3 separate regions of the Mus musculus genome follow, and regions 1 and 2 are each linked to region 3. A link is a contact called in public HiChIP or PLAC-seq and Micro-C data. All regions are on one chromosome and are shown on one strand. Each heading gives the region's core, a stretch centred on a gene start, on an enhancer-like site or on the middle of the called end of the contact. The rest is flanking DNA. Distances are from core to core; before and after follow the strand shown. Region 1 has its middle 130 kb from the start of Gm32622. Region 2 has its middle 48 kb from the start of Gm32622. Region 3 has its middle 120 kb from the start of Slc4a3.

Evidence for each region. A called contact is a pair of places that touch in the nucleus more often than the background predicts. HiChIP or PLAC-seq counts read pairs in DNA pulled down with a chosen protein or histone mark.
Region 1: a contact with region 3 is called in an H3K4me3 HiChIP or PLAC-seq map of embryonic basal ganglia, with 2.8 times the contacts expected there. The contact joins two enhancer-like sites. A contact is called at or near these places in 1 of 15 datasets of contacts at CTCF or cohesin (embryonic stem cells), 16 of 484 Hi-C or Micro-C datasets (embryonic fibroblasts, embryonic stem cells, myocytes and 2 more) and 6 of 115 datasets of contacts at active chromatin or transcription factors (embryonic basal ganglia and embryonic stem cells).
Region 2: a Micro-C map of embryonic stem cells shows a contact between it and region 3. The contact joins two enhancer-like sites. A contact is called at or near these places in 4 of 484 Hi-C or Micro-C datasets (cerebral cortex, embryonic stem cells and liver), 2 of 115 datasets of contacts at active chromatin or transcription factors (fibro-adipogenic progenitors and neural progenitor cells) and 1 of 9 other capture datasets (embryonic stem cells).

Annotation. Positions count from the first base shown.
Region 1 is chr1:75,803,343-75,806,261 of GRCm38.p6, forward strand. No RefSeq gene overlaps it. Among named protein-coding and RNA genes, the nearest start is that of Gm32622, 130 kb to the right of the region's middle. RefSeq lists an enhancer at 1-1,995. Within about 2 kb of position 1,324, at least 11 of the 459 cell types and tissues checked have an H3K27ac peak or open chromatin away from gene starts, as enhancers often do. A contact at or near this core is called in embryonic basal ganglia and embryonic stem cells, where this site is marked.
Region 2 is chr1:75,887,114-75,889,824 of GRCm38.p6, forward strand. No RefSeq gene overlaps it. Among named protein-coding and RNA genes, the nearest start is that of Gm32622, 48 kb to the right of the region's middle. Within about 2 kb of position 1,443, at least 11 of the 459 cell types and tissues checked have an H3K27ac peak or open chromatin away from gene starts, as enhancers often do. A contact at or near this core is called in embryonic stem cells, where this site is marked.
Region 3 is chr1:75,661,048-75,663,886 of GRCm38.p6, forward strand. No RefSeq gene overlaps it. Among named protein-coding and RNA genes, the nearest start is that of Slc4a3, 120 kb to the left of the region's middle. RefSeq lists an enhancer at 1-2,207. Within about 2 kb of position 1,399, at least 35 of the 459 cell types and tissues checked have an H3K27ac peak or open chromatin away from gene starts, as enhancers often do. A contact at or near this core is called in embryonic basal ganglia and embryonic stem cells, where this site is marked.

The DNA of each region.
Region 1 (2,919 bases), core at 74-2,573, 140 kb after region 3:
CATCTCTGAAATGCAGAGGATGCTGGTGGTGGCTGCGCAGAGCTCTGCTTATTACTACTCGAGTGTGAGGCTCAGTTTGATTCCGGCTTCCTTCATGAACGTTTTCATATCCACCACAGCTTGAAGTCATCTATCCGTTCTCTTGAGGTATTAGCTGGGCCATTCATCTGGAAATTAAAACCACATTTCTTCACGGCTTGCTTTTTGTTGTTGTTTTATTAACTAACCCCGTGTTGTTAGTTAATTAAGTCTTCCAGTCTTTCCCATTTTCCCAATTTGACTTGAAGTCTTTGAGGATGGCAACTATGTCTTACTGGCTTTTATCCTCCCAAGATGTCTAGAATTTATCTTTGCAACTAATATTTGACCATACTCCTTTCTAGGACTAGGAAGCCCAGAGTGTCATTAGCACCTAGAAATGGCCATCTAGACCCTAGAATGTTTCTTCTCCTGGGAGCTTCAGTTCTAGCATGAAGATAACCTTGCATTTGTGTGCCCTCCTTTACAGACTCCTACAGGGTCGCTTTAAAACAAGGAGCAATAAAGCCCAATGTCTTCATCCCACAGTGTCAAGCAGAAGTTAACAGCAGCGGATACAAAGCTTTTAAAGAACAAACGAAGACGTGGAAACTCTCCTTCATTAGACCCTGCTCCCTGGTTGGAGGGAATAGAACTTCCTGCTTTTTGCCCTCTTCCCCCTTCCTAACCAAGTCCTGCAGAGGTAGCTGTGGCCCAGCCACTGCTGCTTACCAGATCCTGATCCTCAGGGATTAGGTACAGATGCTGCCACAGGACAGTCCCGTTCTCTCCTTATCTAAAACACATGTTTTCAGTTGCAAAGCTGGGGACATCACTAACGGAGCGAAGTATCTTGATATGTTGCTTGGTGTTCTGGAAAAATCTTAGCAGATTAAAAATTTTATGTAAGACTGGTTAGTATCTAAAAAATACACCCCTATACACATATTGACATACATCCCCCTTAGAAAGCGGACATAATGAAAAGCAGGGTTATCTTGTGGTTAAATGATCCAGTCTATATTTAGGGGCATGTTTCTTGGACAGGTTTCTTATTTTCTATATGAGTTCCAACATGAGACCACAAAACATGAACACTTACAACAGTTTCTGAGATTTTTATATTTCCCCCAAGTTCATCATAGGGATGAATGAAATGTGCTGGAATCTCAGTTTTATATTTTTTGGTAGAGAGCTGACTGAAAAAGCAGGCGCAGTAACCGCTTTTGAATGCATACCCAGTAGTAAATACTCTGAGCTGTTGCATTTGCATGTAAATCAGGGTTTGTCAGAGGATGGAGTGTGGCTCAGGAATTCAGCCCAAGCAACAAAGGCTCATTAGCAGACCTCAGTGTCCCCCATGCCTTGTCCTTGGGTTGGCTGTTCCCTGCCCTCTAATCTTGACCAGTGGCTGGCACTAGCTCTCAGGCTATTGTCCTGAGAGTTTATTTTCTCTGTTTTTGTTGTCTTTCTCCTTCCTTTATTCTGTTTTTTTTTTCTTGACTTTTTTTTCTTCATTTTATTTCTGTCATTTTATTCTGTCCTTCCTACCTTGTTTTACATCATTTTCTTCTTTGACTTCTTCACCCACCAGAGACAACTGTAACTAGTAAGTTATACATTGTGTAAGTGGTATACTAATTATCTGTTGTTTAAAAATATCCTCTGGGGATCTGGGATGTAGCTCAGAGGGAGAGCAGTTTGTAGCAAACCTTCGTGTGGTTCTCAGTCTCCTGTGTGTATGTTGTATGTGTATGTGTTGTGTTGTGTATGTGTGTATTATGAAGTGTGTGTGTTGTATGTGTTGTGTGTGTATGTGTTGTGTGTATGTGTGTGTGTATTATGAAGTGTGTGTGTGTTGTGTTGTGTATGTGGTGTATGTGTGTATGTATGTGTGTTGTGTATGAGGTGTGTGCGCTTATATCAAAATTGTACTTATATTCAAACTTAGGTTGGACATCTCTGTGCCTGGACAGAATATAAACAAACAGGTTTCAAACAACAGCGTTTTCTTATAAAAAGAAAAAAACAATAAATGAAAACAACCACAATAAAAAAGATTTTCTTCTTGACCAAATTTTAGTTGTGTTTTTCAAATGCTTTTCCAGCTAAGAATTGCTGTATTCATTGCCTATATGTGTATGGGGTAGGAGTGGAGTGGGGAGGCATGTGTGTGTATGTGTATACATGTGTGCATGGACCAGAGGTTCGTATCTGACATCTTCCTCTATCGCTCTCCACTGTATTTTTGGAGATCAAGGCTCTTTCTGAACCTGGTGCTCACTGGTTGGCTAGTGAGTGTCAGAGATCCACTTGTCTCGGCTCCTCCATCTTGGGGCCGTGGGCTGCCATATGCAGCTTTTTATGTGGTGCCAAGCACCTGAACTTAGGTCCTTAATGCACTAACCATCTTCCCTGCCCTGCATCGCCTGATTGTGTCAAGAATCTTACCACTTCAGTTTGATCAGATTTCTCCTGCCTACTCTCCACTTCTGGTCACTCTCAACGTCTGTTAGTAAAGATGGCATAGATAAAGGTTGTTCATCTCCCACCCCACCACCCCCAGGGTGATCACTCATCATCCTGGTCTGCTCTCAACAAGAATCTTGTTAGCTTAGTTTAAGCAGAACTTCCCTTCCTCGTGGACCTTGCATTCCTCTTCTCCTTGGCTATAGAGTCTGCTCACATGTGCTGGGTTCACACTCAGTTCCACTGAGTGCCCCTAACATCTCTCTCCTCTGTCACAGCAGTCCTAATTAAAATGGTTTAACCGTTCTCCTTGACAGCTCCAGTCTTCTTTGACATCTAAAAGTAAACTATACACACACTTATTTCTTTTTCGGGAGTCGTGGTCTGTAAAATCAGAGCTGTGGTTGATTATTATTGAAGACATTAGAAAAT
Region 2 (2,711 bases), core at 193-2,692, 230 kb after region 3:
AACAAGGAATTGGCTCGGTATTTATAAACTAGACACATAACTGTTGGAAACAAATAAAAGGAACTTATTCTAAATATTACCATTTCATTTCCAGATTCCATTTAATTATAGAAAGAAACTAAGTTGAAGGTCCCAGGCCCTAGGAGAACTGGGCACTTCCCTATAGCTGAACAGCTTCTATTGCAAACAGTTGTCTGAGTCCAGATATCTCAGGGACACCTTGTAAGGAGACAGATGTCTGACTCCAGCCATCTCAAGGACAATTTCTCTGTCTTGCTGGCAGGGTCAACAAGTTCATGTTCCCAGGTGTAGGAATCAACACCTATCCCATTTCTCCAAATGTTTTCTTAATTTTGTGTTAACCTGTAAAGAATATAGACATTGCTGTTATCTAAACAAGGTGCATAAGTTGTAAAAATATATAACCAGTAGCCTGTTATGCCCTAATTAACTACATGCAGCTGAATCACTCGTATTGCTCTGAGCTCCAGACCTAACATCTAGGAGAATGAACCAAGGGCCTTGAAACCGGTCATCCTGGATATGGGTCACTCTCCAGTGGGTACTTCCTTGCTTAACCTGGAATGTCAAAATACAATTGGACAACATTGCAGCTCCTCCCAGACTCCCTTTGCTTTGTGTTCCCATCCTTTTAAAATGTTGTACAATCTCCCTTTGGGGATGAGGTTCTGATCCCTGAATAGGCCTTCACCTTGAGTGCTCAGAAAATAAAGTTTTCATTTTAAAGCTTCTGTATCTGAAGTGAGTTTTCTCAGCTTACACCCTGAACTCAACAATAACTAACACTAAATTAACAGTATATGCATAAATACCAGGGGAGGGACAGGGCACATAATAGCTATTTAACAAAAGGAAGCCAGTCATTTTTATACATTTCCAGTCTTCGAGAAGAAAAACATGGAGCTAAGAGCATGCAGACAGGTTGATTCTGTTACCAAGTGGTTGGGACCTTGGAGAAGCGAGAAACCTATGGGGTGTCATACTCCCAGCATTGATTTAATCAGCATACATCAACTGCCTCTTAGTACCCAAGATCTGTGGTAGGAACTGAGAATTGGAATGGGACTCACCCAGCTCTTGGTTGCCCATCAGCCAACTGAAGAAGATAGAAGTCCCACAGCCTTAGATAGGCATTAGAAGGATTGGTGATTTGTTATTGGAGAGCATGGGGGGCCCACAGGGCCAAGGTACATTAGTGTTTCCCCCAAGTCACAACACTTCAAGGTAGAAGCAGTTTGAGAGTGTTTCCATGAACTCTGGGGTGTGGTGAGGGGTGCGGTGGGCGAGGTGGGGCTCAACCCTGTCTGTGCCAGAAGAACTTTTGGGACTCTTGTAGTGAGGCAGAGAATCCCCCTGAGCATCAGGGCAGGAAATAAGGTTTCACACTGCTGCTACAAGTAAACTTCCCGTTGAAAATCCTAGACAGTTCTAATGCGTGTTTCCTTATTTGTTTTTTGCAGCAACCTCCTGGCCAAACTGACCAGCAGGGTGTCTGTGTTTCCTTTAAACTCCCAGTTTAAACCTGGCTTAAAGAAAAATCCTTCTTTTGTTAATCTCATTGTAATTGTGAAACACCGTGTTTGGGGAAGAGTTTCAAGGCAGAAATCACCTTGAGGTGTAGCTCCATTGTCTTTTAATTTAGAGCAAAAGAAATTCTTCTAGTTTCTCCTGTAGCCCGAGGGTGTTGGCATTCTCAGCAGCTTGCGCAGGAGAAAGGAGATCATGTTTTTAGAGGGGGCTTCTTTACCCATACCTTTTACTTCTGTACTGTTCATGGGAATCATCTTAAAAAAAGCAAACCATCAGTTGCCATTTCCTATTGTCTGGGGAAATTGGCACACATCTTTAGTGCTTAAAGAACGGTCTCTTTCTTGCTGCTTTGCATTGCAAATGAGCTTCAGTCCAGGGAAGGCCTAGGGGAGCCGAAAGGCACCTTTAACATTTGTTTTCCGGCTGCCAAGAGAGTTATGATGAGTTATTGAGTTCAGGGCGAGTGCTACCAAGGATGTCTGGGGATCAGAAGTACTGATTCTGGCTCCCTGGCTAATCCTGAAACCCCCTTAGAGAATACTGACCCAAAGGTACTCATGGCGCATTCTGGAAGCAAATGGGGGTAAGAAACCCTCTAGGAGGGGGGGGGAGAGAGAGAGAGAGAGAGAGAGAGAGAGAGAGAGAGAGAGAGAGAGAAGAGGGAGAAGAGGGAGGAGGGAGGGAGGGAGGGAGGGACACACAGAGACACAGAGACAGAGAGAGACACACACAGAGAGAGGCGGGTAGGAGTGTGTGATGCTGAGAGATTTAACATCCACAGTGGTAGAAACACCAAGCTCAGCGAAGCTGCTGCTAGTTAGCTCCCCCTATAAACTCGCGATGCTTCTGTTATTTTGTTGCTTTCCTGGAGTTTCTTCAGAATTCCGGAAGCCTGTTTCTTTCCACCCTTAGTCTTAAACACTTTCTTCTTCTAAAAAACGCTAGGATATCCACCCCCCCCCCCCCCGCGCCTTTTTTTAGAGGAGGTCCCTGTTAGAACCTGGACTGAGCAGGGGGCTGCAAGAAGAGCACAAATCCTATTTACTAGTCAAAATACCAGACCTGGCAGGTCCTTATGAAAATCAAGGGGACAAATTATGGGAATGAATCTTGAAATGTTGGTTCTCTATTCCTAGAGCTTCTGAAACAAAGGCCCATTT
Region 3 (2,839 bases), core at 149-2,648:
AGTGAGGAATCCTCTCTGTGGCTGTTTGCTTCAAAGCCTTAATTGATGGAAGCCCGAATATATGATCATTAACAAAATGATCTCTTTCCTACTATGTTAATAATCTTACTAAGTAGAGATGCTCCTTTAATTTCTTCTGGGATAGGTTATTTTCCTGGCACCAAGACGTGTTGGTTTGAGATTTTTGCCATCTATGTCAGCTGCAGAGGTGGTGCTGTTGGGAAAGTGCTGTTGGCTTAAGCGTGATGACGTGAGTGGGGATTCTTGGCATCCATAGTAAAATCTGAGTATGGTATTCAAGCTCCTGCAGCCCCAGTGTTGGGGACGTAGAGATATTATCCCCACTGCTTGCTAGCCAGCCAGTCTAGCCAAATCCGTGAGCTTCAGGGTCAGTGAGAAGCCCTAGCTCAAAAAATAAGGTGGAGGGGTTGGAGAGATGGCTCAGAAGTTAAGAGTACTTGGTACTCTTGCAGAGACCCAGGCATATGTTCCCAGAACCCAACTGGTGGTTTATAACCAGTTCCAGGAGTCTCTGTAGGCACCAGGTATGCAGGCAGTGCACACAGATGTGTGGAGGAGGCAAAGTGTTGGTATCATGACCTCCAAAACCTATGACATCACATAGGCGGGACCTGCAGACCCGTTGCCAAGGCAATAGCCACAATATTCCCAGAACCCACTTGGCCCACCTCCCACCTTTACCTGTAATTATATCATCACCCATATATAAAGAAAGGCCCCCCTCCCATCTCTCTCTCTTCCCCACTTCTCTTTCCTCCACCACCTTGCCCCTCTCTCTTTCAATAAACCTTATGTGGAACTATTTGGCCTCGTGTAGTCCCTTTTGAAGCCATGCAACATTCAAGATCATAACACAAAGTACCCGTACACATAAAATGGAACTAAAGAAATCTTTAAAAATAAGATGGAGACCAATAAAGGAAAGCCATATCAATAGAGGATGACACCAGCGATGACCTCTGACCTCCACATGCATCTGCACACACATACACTTAAAACTCCACACAAACACACATTAAAAGGAGTTTTTTTTTTTTTTTGCTACATATGAGACATATGAAGTTCCATTTTGGAAAGCTCTGAGCTTAGGCTGCTCAAAAAGACAGGACTTGAAGGGACTGTCTTGGCCCAGCTGTGGGAAGCAGTGTGTTTACATCAGAATAACCAGAGACACTGGCTCACGTGGGAATTGTATACCTGCCCCACATGTTTCAAACACGTCTACAAAAACAAACAGCTCCATCTTGGCAATTGTAGGGTCAAAATGTCACGTGTTAGCCTCAGTGGCAGTTTAGCTGACTGAGTCCTTAGGCAGTCAGCCCGATGTTGTTGAGTAAGACTATGTTGTGGCCACTTAGCCAATTCCACACCTGGAAAAAATAAAGACTCAAACAAGAAAGAGAGTGAAGTGAATTTGAAACCAGAGAGCAGGCTCTAGTGACAGTGTTGAGATTCGGAGTTCCTAAGCTGTCTCTACATTCCAGGCTGGGGGTGGGGCGGGGCGGGGTGGAGGGGGTGCATATTTGAAAAGCAGGCATCTTTTATGGGCAGAATCTTCTTAATCCATATCTCAGGGGCGAGATTAACGCCGTGCAGCACCCCAGATGGACTGAGCTTGCTGGAAATATGTTCTCATGAAAAGTGTCCCACCGACTGTGTCTTCTGTGTCTCTCTTAAGCCAGCTGGTTCATCTCTTGAAATTCGATATGCTCCCCACCCCGCCTTTCAGAGATGTCAGTGCACAAAAGAGGCCCATGAAAAGAAACAGCTGCACGGAGACCAGCAGCCGCTGCTGGAGCTGCAGATTGGAGGTGTGCACCTGCGTGGAGTTGGGTGACTGGCGATTTTTCAGAGGAGGGAAACATCAATGGGATGTTAGGACATGAAGGCCAGAGGGATGGATGACTCTGGGGTGGCACACTGGATACCCTGCTGCTCACCTGGAGGTCACGGGGATCACACCTGGCTTGAATTAGTCAAAAGGATTTCAGGCGAAGGTTAGTTGGTCATTTAGGAATGAAATGATTAGCTGGGCTGTAACAGTTGCTAATAAACAGATTGTCTACATCAATGACATCCATTCATCAGGACAGGGACAAATGGCATCCTGTGGTCCTCGTGGCAGAAGCAGGCAGGATTGATGAGACTGAGATGCATCCTGTGGAAGCTATGTCCTCCTGCAGAGGTGAATGAGCTGGAGGTGGGGGTGGAGATTGTGGGTGGTACTCAGACTACGGGGGGGGGGCAGGGGGAGGGGCAGACAGTAAGGGAGAAGGGTAATATAATCAAAGTGAAAAATGAAAGGTTTGGAGGATGAGGTTCTGCTGGAAGTGGTAAGATCGTGCAGTGTTCTGGCTCTACTGTGGAGGTAGAGCCAGGAGCATGCTCTGGTGGAGTAGCAGAGAGTGTGAAGGAAATGGGTCAGGGATGGGCCCTGAGGGTTTTGGTTTGGACAACTGGAAGGGCTGAGTTTCCAGCAACTTGGATGAAAAAGGCTTTGAATAGGGACAGGTTTGGAGGAGAACTGTTCACGTTGGCTCTGTCCACTATGATCTGAGTAGAGGGGCCGGGGAGGAGGGAACTGGGGGAGCTGGAATTTCAGAGAGAAAGAGGGAGAGGGAGGGGAAAGGGGAGGGGGAGGGGGAGAGGGAGAGGGAGAGGGAGAGGGAGAGAGAGAGAGAGAGAGAGAGAGAGAGAGAGAGAGAGAGAGAATGAGATAGGTAGGTTCTGGTTGAGAAGGAAATTTAGGAGTCAGCAGTGGATAGAAGACATTTAAAACCAAGGAGTGGAGTGAGATTCCAGGGAGCAGGCAGAGAAA